3 separate regions of the Zea mays genome follow, and all the other regions are linked to region 1. The links are chromatin contacts, called in public Hi-C maps. All regions are on one chromosome and are shown on one strand. Each heading gives the region's core, a stretch centred on a gene start, on an enhancer-like site or on the middle of the called end of the contact. The rest is flanking DNA. Distances are from core to core; before and after follow the strand shown.

The links. A called contact is a pair of places that touch in the nucleus more often than the background predicts.
Region 2: a contact with region 1 is called in a Hi-C map of ear, with 3 times the contacts expected there. The contact joins the enhancer-like site here to the promoter of LOC103654570 in region 1. A contact is called at or near these places in 3 of 25 Hi-C or Micro-C datasets (ear, leaf and tassel).
Region 3: a contact with region 1 is called in a Hi-C map of tassel, with 2.1 times the contacts expected there. The contact joins the promoter of LOC100282529 here to the promoter of LOC103654570 in region 1. A contact is called at or near these places in 4 of 25 Hi-C or Micro-C datasets (ear, endosperm, leaf and 1 more).

Annotation. Positions count from the first base shown.
Region 1 is chr4:212,952,833-212,957,035 of Zm-B73-REFERENCE-NAM-5.0, reverse strand. LOC103654570 (DEAD/DEAH box RNA helicase family protein) reads right to left here and starts at 1,889. Exons shown (of 22, transcript XM_008681414.2): 1 at 1,775-1,889; 2 at 1,081-1,702. The coding sequence starts at 1,819.
Region 2 is chr4:212,764,532-212,768,734 of Zm-B73-REFERENCE-NAM-5.0, reverse strand. No RefSeq gene overlaps it. Among protein-coding and RNA genes, the nearest start is that of LOC109945927, 26 kb to the right of the region's middle. Within about 2 kb of position 2,519, at least 15 of the 20 cell types and tissues checked have an H3K27ac peak or open chromatin away from gene starts, as enhancers often do. A contact at or near this core is called in ear, leaf and tassel, where this site is marked.
Region 3 is chr4:212,802,484-212,806,686 of Zm-B73-REFERENCE-NAM-5.0, reverse strand. LOC100282529 reads left to right here and starts at 1,983. Exons shown (of 1, transcript NM_001155437.2): 1 at 1,983-2,777. The coding sequence starts at 2,038. The coding sequence ends at 2,553.

The DNA of each region.
Region 1 (4,203 bases), core at 640-3,139:
AACAACATAGTTATCTAGTGCAGTGTATTTAAGAAGCAAACATGGTTCTATAAGAACTGAACAATAACCATTATCCAGAAAAAATAAACAGAAACTTTGACAGGAATTTTCCATTGTCTATTTTCCAAATCGCTTAATGTCGTCTAGTCATTTGCATCTGAGGAATGAAACTTTGTGCATCCATGTTGAAATCTGGGTGTTTCCCTATGGTGTTTAGGCAGCTACTGCTAAAAAATCAAGGATTTCCTTCAACAGATAAAAGAAACTGGAAAAAATTGAAGTGTTGCGCATTAACAATTCACAATCAAGATATCATTTAGTAGAATGCATATATCCATCTCATACCACTATACTAAAATAGTGCAATTTAACAGTTGTTAGCAGATGCAATGGGCGGAGCAATAGAATCAACCATGTGAGCAACAAACATGTAATCCAGTTGTACTAAAGAATACGACAACCACAGTGCACTCAATACTTAATCTGCAACTAAAAGTGGAAACCCTGACAGTGGTTCGGGAACTCATGTGAAGGCCTAGTAAAACCTGCATTCTAAAGACATGAATAATCAAGCCAAGATATCCCAAAATCCAAATAACCAAGCTAAGAAGTTGCAACAATAACATCCTCAAAAATGACATTTGTTTGATACAACAAAAACATATTGCAAAGGGTGGACAAGCTCCTAGTCCATCTCTATCTGCTTCAACTAAAAGAGGTGCATGCTTCTATGGGTGCAGTGCTACTCCAGCAAACTAAACCACTTATCCTTATGTTATAGTTTTTTGCTTGATTTCCTGATGCAATCGTCTACCTAATATGGCTGCTCAAGTGCTTAACAAAACAAAGTTTAGAGTCAGTTTCCGCATTCCCAAGCATCTTGTACACTTCAGTACCAGCAAGAACTGCTGGAATGTATCCTCAAGCAAGATGGCTGCCATTATTAACTAATAAAGTGCCAGCATTCACTAAAGATGTCTATTTTCCAAGACAACTCCACCCATAAGCTGAATCCCAGCATGAAAACCAGAACAAAGAACAGTTATTGGCAAAATGCTGTAGAAACTCAAACCCCCTCACTTGGATAGATCCATGTCTTGACAGCCTCGTGGTCCAGGGAGACAGCGCAGAGACCATACTCAATCTCCATACTGGGCCGACGAGAGCATCCCTTGCCAGCACGATTGCCCCGACCCGAGCATCCCTTGCCAGCACGAGCTGCAGGGCGCCCCTGACCACCAGCCAGTGCCGGTGCCACCTCCGACGCAGCCCTCTCCTTCTCCTGCTGCCTCCTGGTGAAGGATTCGATGAACCGGTCCTCCACAGCTCTCTCGTTCGCCTGTCCCGAACATCCCTCGCCCGCGCGGACACCCGGCCGCCCTAGGCCGCCGCCGACTGGCTCCACCCCCACGCCCCACGACGCCGCCTGCACGGGCGCTGGAGCGGGCCTCTCTTTCTCTAGTCGCCTCTTGGTAAATGAGTCGACGAAGCGGTCGAGCGTCGACTGCCGCGCCGTGCCGCCGCCCGCCGCCGGTGGCCTGTGAAGCGGCGCCGATGCCGATGGCTCGGGGGGCCGCGGCGGCAGCGGATGATGCACCGGCGCCGGAGTGGGGGCGGGGGCGGGAGCGGGAGCGGGGGCGGAGGCCGACGCGAAGGCGCAGGCTCTGTCGATCTCCTGCACGGCGGCCTCCCAGTCGAAGCCCTGCGGTTAGGGTTACGTGAGCGGGGCGCGACGAGCCGAGGCGGAGAGGTTTGGGGGGGTTGGGGCGCTTACGTCGTCATCGTAGAAATCGACGGAGAGCCGCGGTGGGACGGACATCAACCGCTGGAGCGTTGGAGAAGCTCGGCGAAGGTCGGGGAATTTGGTATTCTGGAGGGCACGTCCAATTTGGGCGGGTAGATTGAAGAAGACGATGAGCTAACATGGGCTACTAGACCACGGGTATGGCGATAGGGCTCAGCTACGGATTGGCGGCCCGGCCCAATTTCTAGCGGGCTATAGGGCTCAGCTACGGATTGGCGGATTGCATGTCTATGATGTATTTTATTTACTCCCTCTCTTTTATATTATAATTCGTTTAACTTTTTTGTGCTAAGTTTAACTGGCCCGTCTTATTCAAATTTTCTTGAACAAATGAAAAATTCAAAGCCATATTTAAAATATATTATATGATAAACAATATCATAGTAAAAATTAACAATAATTATGAAAAAAATTAATAAGACGAGCCAGTCAACTTAGATAAAAAAAGTCAAACGAATTATAAATTGGAACAGAGAAAGTATATAACAAAAATGTTCAAAAATTGAAAAGTTGCCTTTCAGCAAACATGTGGCATATATCATTGTATTAAAAAACATTTTCTACACTTCCAAGATGTTTTTCAAGAACCTTAATAAAAGAAATTATAAAGAGTTCAGTTATTATATGACTTGTGTTCGTACCAGTGTTGGTCACATGTTAAAGCTCTCGTGGAAAACCATAACAGGGTAACACAATTACCGATGAATGCAAGAAGGCAAGAGAAGAAGGAAAATACGATGAAGAAGGTAAATGTATAATTCAAATGTAAATGGGATTGGCAAAGGGAATAACATCATAACCAAAATCATTCGTTTCCTTTATCATATAAGTTTCATTACAAGATACATTCGGAACGAACGTAGGCTATCCGAAGGTGAATAGGCTAAGCCCTTCGAAGGTAGTGGGAGTATGTGGATTGCTAAAAAGTGTTGTGTGCATGGTTATTGTTCACCTATTTATACAAGTGCGACTTTATACACCTTTGTATAAAATTACAGTAATGCCACATTCCTATAAATGGGATCTATAGTAGTAGTGGAGGGTGTTTTTGTCCTTTCTCCCACAAGACGTGTTGTGTACGTCTTCTTGAGCTCCTTCGTCTTTTTGTTGCTCAAGTCAAACAAAGATTTACCTCTCTTGTCACTTCATGAAGCAGGTATCGAAGCTTCATTTCCTTCATGCCGACGAAGCCTCGCTTCTTTCTCCATCTTAACAAAGTAGACAATCAAAACATGTGGAACCTGCCTCTTGAAACCTAATTAAAACATCGAGTTTCGTTACCTAAGGACCTTCGGCAAAGTCTTCTCCCCAACACCGAGCAACTTGATATCATGGCCGCTCAAAATTATAAGGTTGTTCCGACCCTCACCATTTGTAAAAACAAACTAAAATTTGGGGGCCATGGCCCCGAGGTGTCCTAGACTTCATGGAGCTTTTGGACTTATTGTCAAGGCCACCCAAGACCCTCCATGAGCCCTCAAACCTTTAGGTAGAGCCGGCCCAAGGCCCATGCACCGAAGGCGACCGCCGGGGGGGCCAAAAAAGACAGGGGCCCAATATCTAATATGTAGTAGGGGTAAGGATGTAGGCTGGCATGCTGTTTGTCCCTAGAAGCCCAAGAGCTAGGCTCTACGTCTCCATGCACAATGCGCAGGACTATAGGAGTCCAGGAACCAGAACGTCTACTTGTCTAGATGCGCCGCACAGGAGTTCAGGGCTAGACGCTGAGACGCACGATCAGCCAGGACAGTTGGACACCAGCCGCCGCCGCCACTCCGCCAGGCTCTCGACTTCCGGCCATCGGCAACCTGCAAGTCTGCAACCAGCCAACCAAGAGGCCACAGGCCAAGCCGCCCAAGCGACGAGCAGCCGAGTCGATCCGTCATCTTCCATAGCGACACAATCTAGGTGAATAGGTGATTTAATTTACTGATTTGGTGATTTCCTTACACCGCTTCATATTATGTAGCGTACTAGCCGCTTAGATTAGATGTTTAAAAAATATTTTTAGTGCACATGTCATACATGATACGTGTTCTTTAAAATTTTAATTATTTGCTTTTCTGATTAGGTCTTAGATGTTGCCTAAGAAATCATTGTCAAGTTATCAAAAAAGAAAAAAAGAGAAAACATGAAGATCAATTGGTTGAATCGCAAAAGGGCGCTTTACATAAGTTCTTTAATATTGATGTGAACGAAGTTGAAGGGCAGGAATCTGATCCTGCTGATGATCATACGCAACAGGACCATGATCATGAACGTGATCATAATTTAAATGCAGAAGGTAAGATCAGTGAAGATGGTTCAATGGAAGAAAATTTAGTTACAACAATTAATGTGGTTGAGGATAGTATGATGTGGGAAAACTTGCAGCCCTTATCTGATCATGAAAAATCAAA
Region 2 (4,203 bases), core at 1,270-3,769, 190 kb after region 1:
CTACTTAGTCTTCGAAGTATCTTCGAGCTATCTTGTGCGAAGAAGCCGAAGGTATGTTTCTAAACTTGTTTAATACGAAGGAAGATGGAATAAAAGTGCTAAGGCATATAAGATGAGTTTTATGCTTCGTCATTGTCATTTCATTCAATATTGTTTTATCCGCATCTTCTCTTTAAAATCTTCGTCCTCAAGTTAACCCTTCAGATAAGTGGTAACTTAAGGACCAAGGTTCAAACTTCTTAATTTGTGTTACCTTATTTTTGATGCTATGTAATAATCAAAAACGAGTGACCAACAACGGAGGGAATCACTGGAGACACACGAAGAAACTCCCACTTAAATATAGTAGAGATATGGCTCAACTCATAAAAAACAACTCCAATATCGTATTTTACAATTTTAATCAAAAAAATAGAACACGCCATAAAGTGAACTAAATATAATACACTCTGGACTAGTGCCATATCCTTGTTTTATATATCATCATCAATGTTTTCTTTTCTAATCATGCAATTTATTTTCTAAAATACACCATTTAGGATATAACTATTGAAGCTTAATTTGTTTTCAGTACTCAAAGCATTGTAAATGATGTACTCCCTCCGTTCTTTTTTATTTGTCGTGTTTTAGTACAAAAATGAACTAGCGGACGACAAAGAACAGAGGTAGTAGTATTTTAGTTTTTAGGACACTATTTTCATTTTTAAGACATATTATTGGAGATACTCTATATGCTTTATGCTTTGGACGTGGCTATAGCCCCATGGTCCAGCATCCGCCCCTGATTATAGGCTTTTAAGGTTATACATTCATGTCTAATTATACTTTAAATACGCAAATGAAACCAAATCAACTGTCGACTATTATTTATTAACCACTAATTATGAGATTAAATTGCGCAAAATCAAAATGCACAGCGTGCCTAGAGTGGATAGTTCAATCTGCGGGCCACCAGAGCAGATGGACTGTTGTTGTCGCCTGTCGGTAGATGGACTATGGGTTTACATAGATTGTCCTAATTGGGCTGGGGCCTCGGCCGTCGCACCCACCGCAACAAGTGGGCCAGTACATCTGCTCAGGTGGGGAAAAGATTTGATACAAATGAACACTGCTTTCCAGAGGCGTCAGGAAATGGCTCACGATCGATTTGCACGCAGGAGCAGCATCTTTCCGAGGGCGGCGCTAGGAAAATTCCAAAACCTAGGGGTGTTTGGTTCACTTACATCAAATATTTAACATCAGTTATAACTATTAAATATAGGTTTAATAAATTTGTTTCATCTTTATTTGTATAGTTAATTTTATAATTAGATTATATTTAGGCCCTGTGTGGAGAGCTTCAGTTCAAAACTTTTAGATCTATTTCAGCTTCTTCTATCAAAACAGATCCAGCTCCACGTGCTCCAGCTTTAAAAAAAATAAAACTATAAGCTAGTTTCATGAAATTTTAGAAGCTCCACAAAGTGTGCTTTAAAAATACTGTTTTCATAGCTCTTTCTGAAGTTGCACAAAAATTATCCATCATATCATTGATTACATGACCTAGCGATTCATGTCTCTTTCTATACCCCGCTAATCATCAAGGGTAATTAAGACAACTCATTTAAATTAATTGTATTAAAGAAGTTGTAGTCTATGTGTAAGACAAGTTATCTTGAACCCTGCTTTACCAATATATTAAAGTTGTTTTATGGTGAAGAAGCTGCATTTCTTAAAATGAAACCCTCTTAATAGAACCTTAATATCCATAATTATTAATGAAACATTTGTTGTGACAGCAGTTTTAGTTGAGTGGAACCAAATACTCCACTCGTGGCACACCATGCGGGCGCCGCTTTCTCTATCAGGTACCGGCGTAACAGTCGAGACGAATTAGTTAAATTTTTACTTGTTGCATGCATACGTCGTGCTCACTAAATTATCCTTCGTGCGGCATCATGTCGTGTCCACAATGTATCAATGATTATAGTAGTATATATAGTGCAATAGAGCAGTGGACCATAAATCTTCCATTTAGATAATGGCGGCAGTTTTTTATACAAAGCTCAAGTATATATGTCACAACTTTTGTTGCTCTCTATTCTATTCTATGTATGAACAGCCTTCTGCCACATTTTAGATCCGCTAATATATAGCTACATACAGATGACATTTGTTTACAGTTGGACTAAATAAATATAGTTTAATATTATTGGTTACCGTTCATAGATATTTTCCGTCTGCGTAAGTTTTGGAGTGCTAGTTACGTAACTGTTGGAGGTTTTTTTTTTCCTTTTTCCTTAGAATAAGGATTAGGACTAGAGTTTTAAGGATCTTTTTGCAGATGCTCTAACACCGAGTTCAACGCAAATCTAGATAGGTCTGTGTGCTAAACAAACTATCTCTGCACCAATAATTGGCGCCGTTAGCGTTTCTGCTGGTGCAGGCTTTTTGTTGGTGCGGCGGGCGAAGTAATAGCACAGCACAGCCTGACACGTAGAAAAGCGCGGTGGTGCGAGACGCCGGCCCCGGCTTTCTTGGAATCCGCCGGTGTTCCTGACGTCGCATCGTCGTATTGTATAGCTGGCTAGGAGTGGACGCTTTGTTGTCGGATGTTCGACAGCAGATGGTCTCTCTCTCTATATATATACTCCATATCTGATGCAGGCTGTATCTTCTTTGTTCTCTTCTCCTTCTGCTAGTGCTAGCTGGGGTATGTATAACTGAGATAGTTCCACGCAATCATACAAGGATTCTAAAAGCACCCGCGCATATATATATATTTGTGCGCACGGCGGATATTATATTTGAGCAGCTAGCTAACGCCAGAATTAAAAATAAAGTATTTACATGTGCCTTTCCAGCTCGCGACCTATGAAATTTGGGCACCTTTGTACCGGAACTTTCAGAAGTTGCACAGGCCGCCGGCGTCGTACGTACGCGCAGCTAGGTTGGATTGTCTATCAACACGGCAGCTGTTTAGAAGCGTGCAATGATCGACGAGAATTTGTTAGATTTATAGACATTTTCCGTATCATTTTAATTCCATAAATTAATATTATGATGATGACATATAAAAGATAATTAACCATAGAAATCGTAATCTCAATCATATCCATAACAATATGGATCATGAGAACACAAAGCATATGAATCATATAGATCATATAAATACGATAAACATATAAACTGACTGAACAATTGAAAATAAACAAATAGAAACATAAACAGCATGATTGTAAAATTAAAACAAACAGATATAACACATTATAAGGTAACAGAACAGATGAGATAAACTCTTTGCTATACATGAAACAGTACAAATGCATATATAAAACATATATAATCTGTAGAACGCAAAACAGTAAGGAATTAAACTGATCATACCCTCCCATGCGCTCTGATCCAGATCCTTGTCCAACTTCCTTTGTCATGTCGCAGATGTTTTGGGCAGTCGCGTAGACGCTCCCCAAAAACCTAATTGCCGATCCCCCGTGCAAGGTCTCGAACGGCACCGGCTTCAGAGGCACCTGCCCTCTCGCTTCTCTGTGCGCGCAGAGTCACGAGATGGAAATACCCTCACTCGGCGGCTGGACTGTGATTCTGAAAGTGGTGTGTTCGCTTGTACCGAGTGACAGGGTGCTCCTCTATTTATCCTCTCGCAGAGGGAAGCTGAAGGAGAAAGGTCGCCGAGTCACGCCAAGGGTCGGTCAGCTCTCGCCGAGTCATGCCATGAGTCGGCCAGCACTCGCCGAGTCACGCCATAAGTCGGCCAGCTGAAGGAGAAGGGTCACTCGGCTGGCTGACGAAGAGACAGGGTCACTCGGCAGACGAAGAGACAGAGTCACTCGGCTAACGTACGCGGTTAGTGAGTGCTAAAAATTAACACAACCACACCACACCCGCTCGCCTGCCTGCCTGCCACGCCACGCCACGCCCGGCCCGGCCGGCGGCGGCGGCGGCGGCGCGCGCGCGCGCGTGTGGCACGCCCTTGTCCATTTCTTGACTTCTCAAGTTAAGTGGAATAAATCCCACCATATAAGTCAAGGCAAAAGACCCTTGGACTTCCAATGTGGTACTATTGGTATTCTCCACCATTACACACCATAGAGTTTATTCAATAAATGGGCCAAGCCCATAAAAGATCCAACAATCCCCACCAAACTCTAGGGTTTGTAATGATGAAGTATCAGAATCACAATCCTTTGATATACCAGTGTTTCG
Region 3 (4,203 bases), core at 734-3,233, 150 kb after region 1:
GAGATCGGCTGCGATGCCAGCAGGCCATCTCCGCGCTGCCACAAAGGCGAGAAGGGAGGGGCAATGTTGGGGGCGTGAGGGTAGCTTGCGACGTAGGAAGAGGGCAGGGGCGAGGATGCGAAGTGGCATCGCGCAGGAGTTTCCCGGCGGGGATCACAAACGGGGGCTGGGGACGCTGCGGCATTTTCAGGAAGGAGGGGGTGGCGGGCGCGCCGGAGACGGACGGGAGCGAAGGTCACGGTGGTGGGGCAGGGTGCACAGGTGTGGACGCCCACAATCCACCCTTATAGAGTAGTAGAGATTAAATTCTCCTTTCTAAACATGCCCTTAATTTGACAAAAAAAATCCGTTATCACCCAACACGGCATTAGCTGAAGCCAAGTGGATCCAAATAAAAAATAAGGGCCAAAAATATTTTCCCTTGTTAAAGACAAATCCTCTACCGCACCAAACCTCTTTTGCTCGATCTGTGTGTATATTGCACTAACATAGCAGTATTCCACTCTGAATTACTATTACAGTGCTTTGCAAGTGAATTGTTCGTTACTCCCTTCACCTTCAAGTTTCGTCATGCTTCATGGTCGGTGCAACTGCTTTCATATTTTATCTCTCTTCTTGTGGGTTGAGTTTGATCGGTGCGTTCTTGTTGGAGGAATTCACAGTAACATGACAATCAAATTCAGATGCAACTGCGACCAGGAGGGGTAGAATGAACCTGTTTTATCTTTGGTTTGAAACATCAAAAGCAGGATTGTACGTGCTTTTAAGTGTCTCTTGTAGGGATAGAATGAACCTGTTGTATTTATAGTCTAGGAACTCAGGGTTGTATCACAAAGTTTCTTAAGTGTCTCTTGTACTTGGAAAACTGAACCAACGTCTTAAGGTTGTATGTGCTCTAAAAGAGACTAAACCATATTAATTCCGTCTTTTGCCACTCATTTATTTTAGTTGCACTAATGGCGGAATAATATCAAGGGGCATTTTAGTTTTCTTATGAGTCATTTAATACGTTCTGAATATTTTGTCTCTGCAACCAAACCGTTTTCGCCAGATAGATTCACTTCTATTAGAGAATCATTCGAAATCACTCCATCAAAAAATCAACTCTCGAAGCTAAATAATCATAGAGCAGAGCTCTACCAAATGAGACTCTTACCCTCCCCCTGTCGTTGCTCACGTATCCGGCGCAAGTCTAGTCGTGAGTCCTCAGCCGACTGTCCTCACTCTTCATTAGTAGGGGTAATACAGTCTTTTGGCGTAGTAATTAATGCACTTTAGTAAGATTTAGTTATTAGAACCAAACATGATACTTTAGGGCGTTTGGTTGGTTAGAAGAGGCGGCCACAGTTTCTATAGTGTTTGGATGGAAGTTAAGTAAGAGTGAGGTAAACATCGGAGTAATTTTTTGGTGGCGGCTTGATCCCAAAAATTAAGGGGATGGTGTCGCCCTTACTTCATCCTATTTTGACCTCAAACCAAACACTTAGGGGGTGTTTGAATGCATTAGAACTAATAATTGTTTGGCTAAAAATTGTTAATGGAATTAGCTAGCTAACAAATAGATATCTAACTATTAACTAATTTACTAAAAATAGCTAATAGATAAACTATTAGCTACGATGTTTGCATGTCTTAACTAATTTTAGTCATTAACTATTAGTTCTAGTGCATTCAAACGTTCTTAGTGACTAAACTTTAGACACTAATTATGTGAACTTGGCCAAATGGCTGTGCTGCCGCGATATGGAAACTAAATAAATATAACCATGTCATTATGTCAAGCAGCTGCAAATAAAGGGAACGAAAGCACGGGATGCAAGGATGTGAGGAACATGATGGTGAGTTGGCGACCTCCACCTACCGGACCAACTACGACAGACAGACGACCTGCCCCCGAGACCGACCGTATCGATACCATTGTCCCATCCCCGCCGGTGCAGGTGGCTCTTTACCAACAACCACTCCCACCCCGACCCACCGTTACATATCTCCATCTCACCCGCGCGCCCACGCGCCTCCACCACGCCATCCATCGCAATGGCCGCCGCCGCCGCGCTCCTCCTCCTCCTGTGCGCCGCGTCTCTCGCGTCCGCAGCCGCCGACGACGGGTTGACGACCTTCAAGGTGTACTTCCACGACGTCGTGGCGGGGACGAACCCGACGGCGGTGCGCATCGCGCAGGCGGCGTCCTCCAACACGTCGTCCACCAACTTCGGCGCGGTGGTGGCCATCGACGACCCGCTGACGACGGGTCCCACGCGCGCCGCGGGCACGGAGGTGGGCCGCGCCCAGGGCACCTACACGTTCGCGGACCAGCAGACGTTCGGCCTCCTCATGGTCATGAACTTCGTGTTCACGGCCGGCGAGCACAACGGCAGCACGCTCTCCATCCTTGGCCGCAACGAGGTGCTCAGCGACGTCCGCGAGATGAGCATCGTCGGCGGCAGCGGCAAGTTCCGCATGGCGCGCGGGTACGTGCAGGCGCACACCATCGACTCCGGCGCCACCTCCGGGACCACCGTCGTCCAGTACACCGTCAACGTCAAGGCCTAGCTACCTGTTACGTACCCTTGCTTGCGACTCCGGGCCGTGGCTTCTCGTACGTCCATCCATATCTCCGGCTGCTTTGTACACACCTTGTCTGTCGTCTTTGAGCGGGATTCGGATTTGCAGAGCCGAATTTACTACTAAAGTTTCAAAATTTCACAGAGTTGTAGGGTCGAGAATTAAATGTGTCGAAAACACGTTAGCGACCATTCTTATATAGTTTTTGTTGGAATTTTGTTGGCACATTTGGATGAATTTTGTTGGAATTTTGTGGACAAACAAACACAAGAAATTAACAGAACCAATCAATCGACAGCAAAACGTCAGTCAGAGCATGGCATGTGGTTGTTGATGATTGCCTCCACTCATCCAGCCAACAGCTAGCAAACGCGTGTTGCTAGTGACTGGAAAACGTAGGTAGCACGCCGATCGAGTAGGAGGAGTAGGTGGGCGACGGCCGACGGGTCGAAAGCGGTGGAGCCGTCGGCACGCCACTCGCTTTCCAGATCCAATCCAACGCGTTTCTCAGCAAAAGCAACCCACTGCATTCGTCCGTCCACGGCCATTACAATTTCGTTTTGCATTTCTGGGATACTGTTTTGTTGACAAAAGTTTGACTCTTATATTTTTTTAAAATTTAAACCGAAATACACTAAAAATTGGAACGAGAATTTTTTTTGGAAACCCGTGTTTCTCGAGTGACAAACTCTTCCCACTCCATTGTCTGGACAAAAGCGCCTAGCCTCCACCAGAAGAGAAATTTGGTAAAATAGAACACTATATGGTCGTCATCTTTAAAAAGTGGGAAATTTGGATCCATACCATTAAAAGATCACCACTTTAGATCCATACCATTACTATCTCACTTACATGTGGGTCCACATGAGTCAATGACATGTGGGGTCCATGGTATATATCTAAAGTTTGGATCTTTTAATGGTACACATGAGTCAATGACATGTGGGGTCCATGGTATATATCTAAAGTTTGGATCTTTTAATGGTATAGATCCAATTGTTCCTTAAAAAGTAGGTCGTAGTTAGGTGAAATTGTAAAAATGGGTCGATTAAATAGGCTACCTTTATCAAAATACCCAACCAACTGTTTAACTTGTCTGACAACTGGGTCTGTATACCCGCTGGACTGAAATGTCCGTCACTTTCTTTTACTCGTTATCGGCGTGTAAAACAGGGACGATCTAAAGATTAGGCCGCTTCAGATTACTGATGCCGCCACGGTCACCGCAGAACCAGCCTACACGAAGAAGACGTTGCCGGCAACAGATGGTGCGGTGTAACGCCTACCCAATTGCTCGCCATGCTGACCACGGTTGGTGGGGAGGTACCGTTACGCCGTGTCAGGAAGCACGCCCAATGCAGCAGCAGCAGCAAGCGACTCGTCCAAGAAACCCAGGCAGAGGGCCGCCAGCAAGCAGCGATGACGAATGACAGGAGATAAGGACACGACCACGACCGCTGACGCGAACCTCATCGTTGAGAAGCAACCGCTCAGCAACAACGATCTTCAGCTCGTCCCTATTTTGCCGCAACGATCTTCAGATCGTCTTGTTTTACATGTTGTTAATAGCTCAAAGTTAAAGAAAGAGCACTTCTAGTCCAAATGGTATACGAGTCCACTTGTCAGATGAGTTAAACA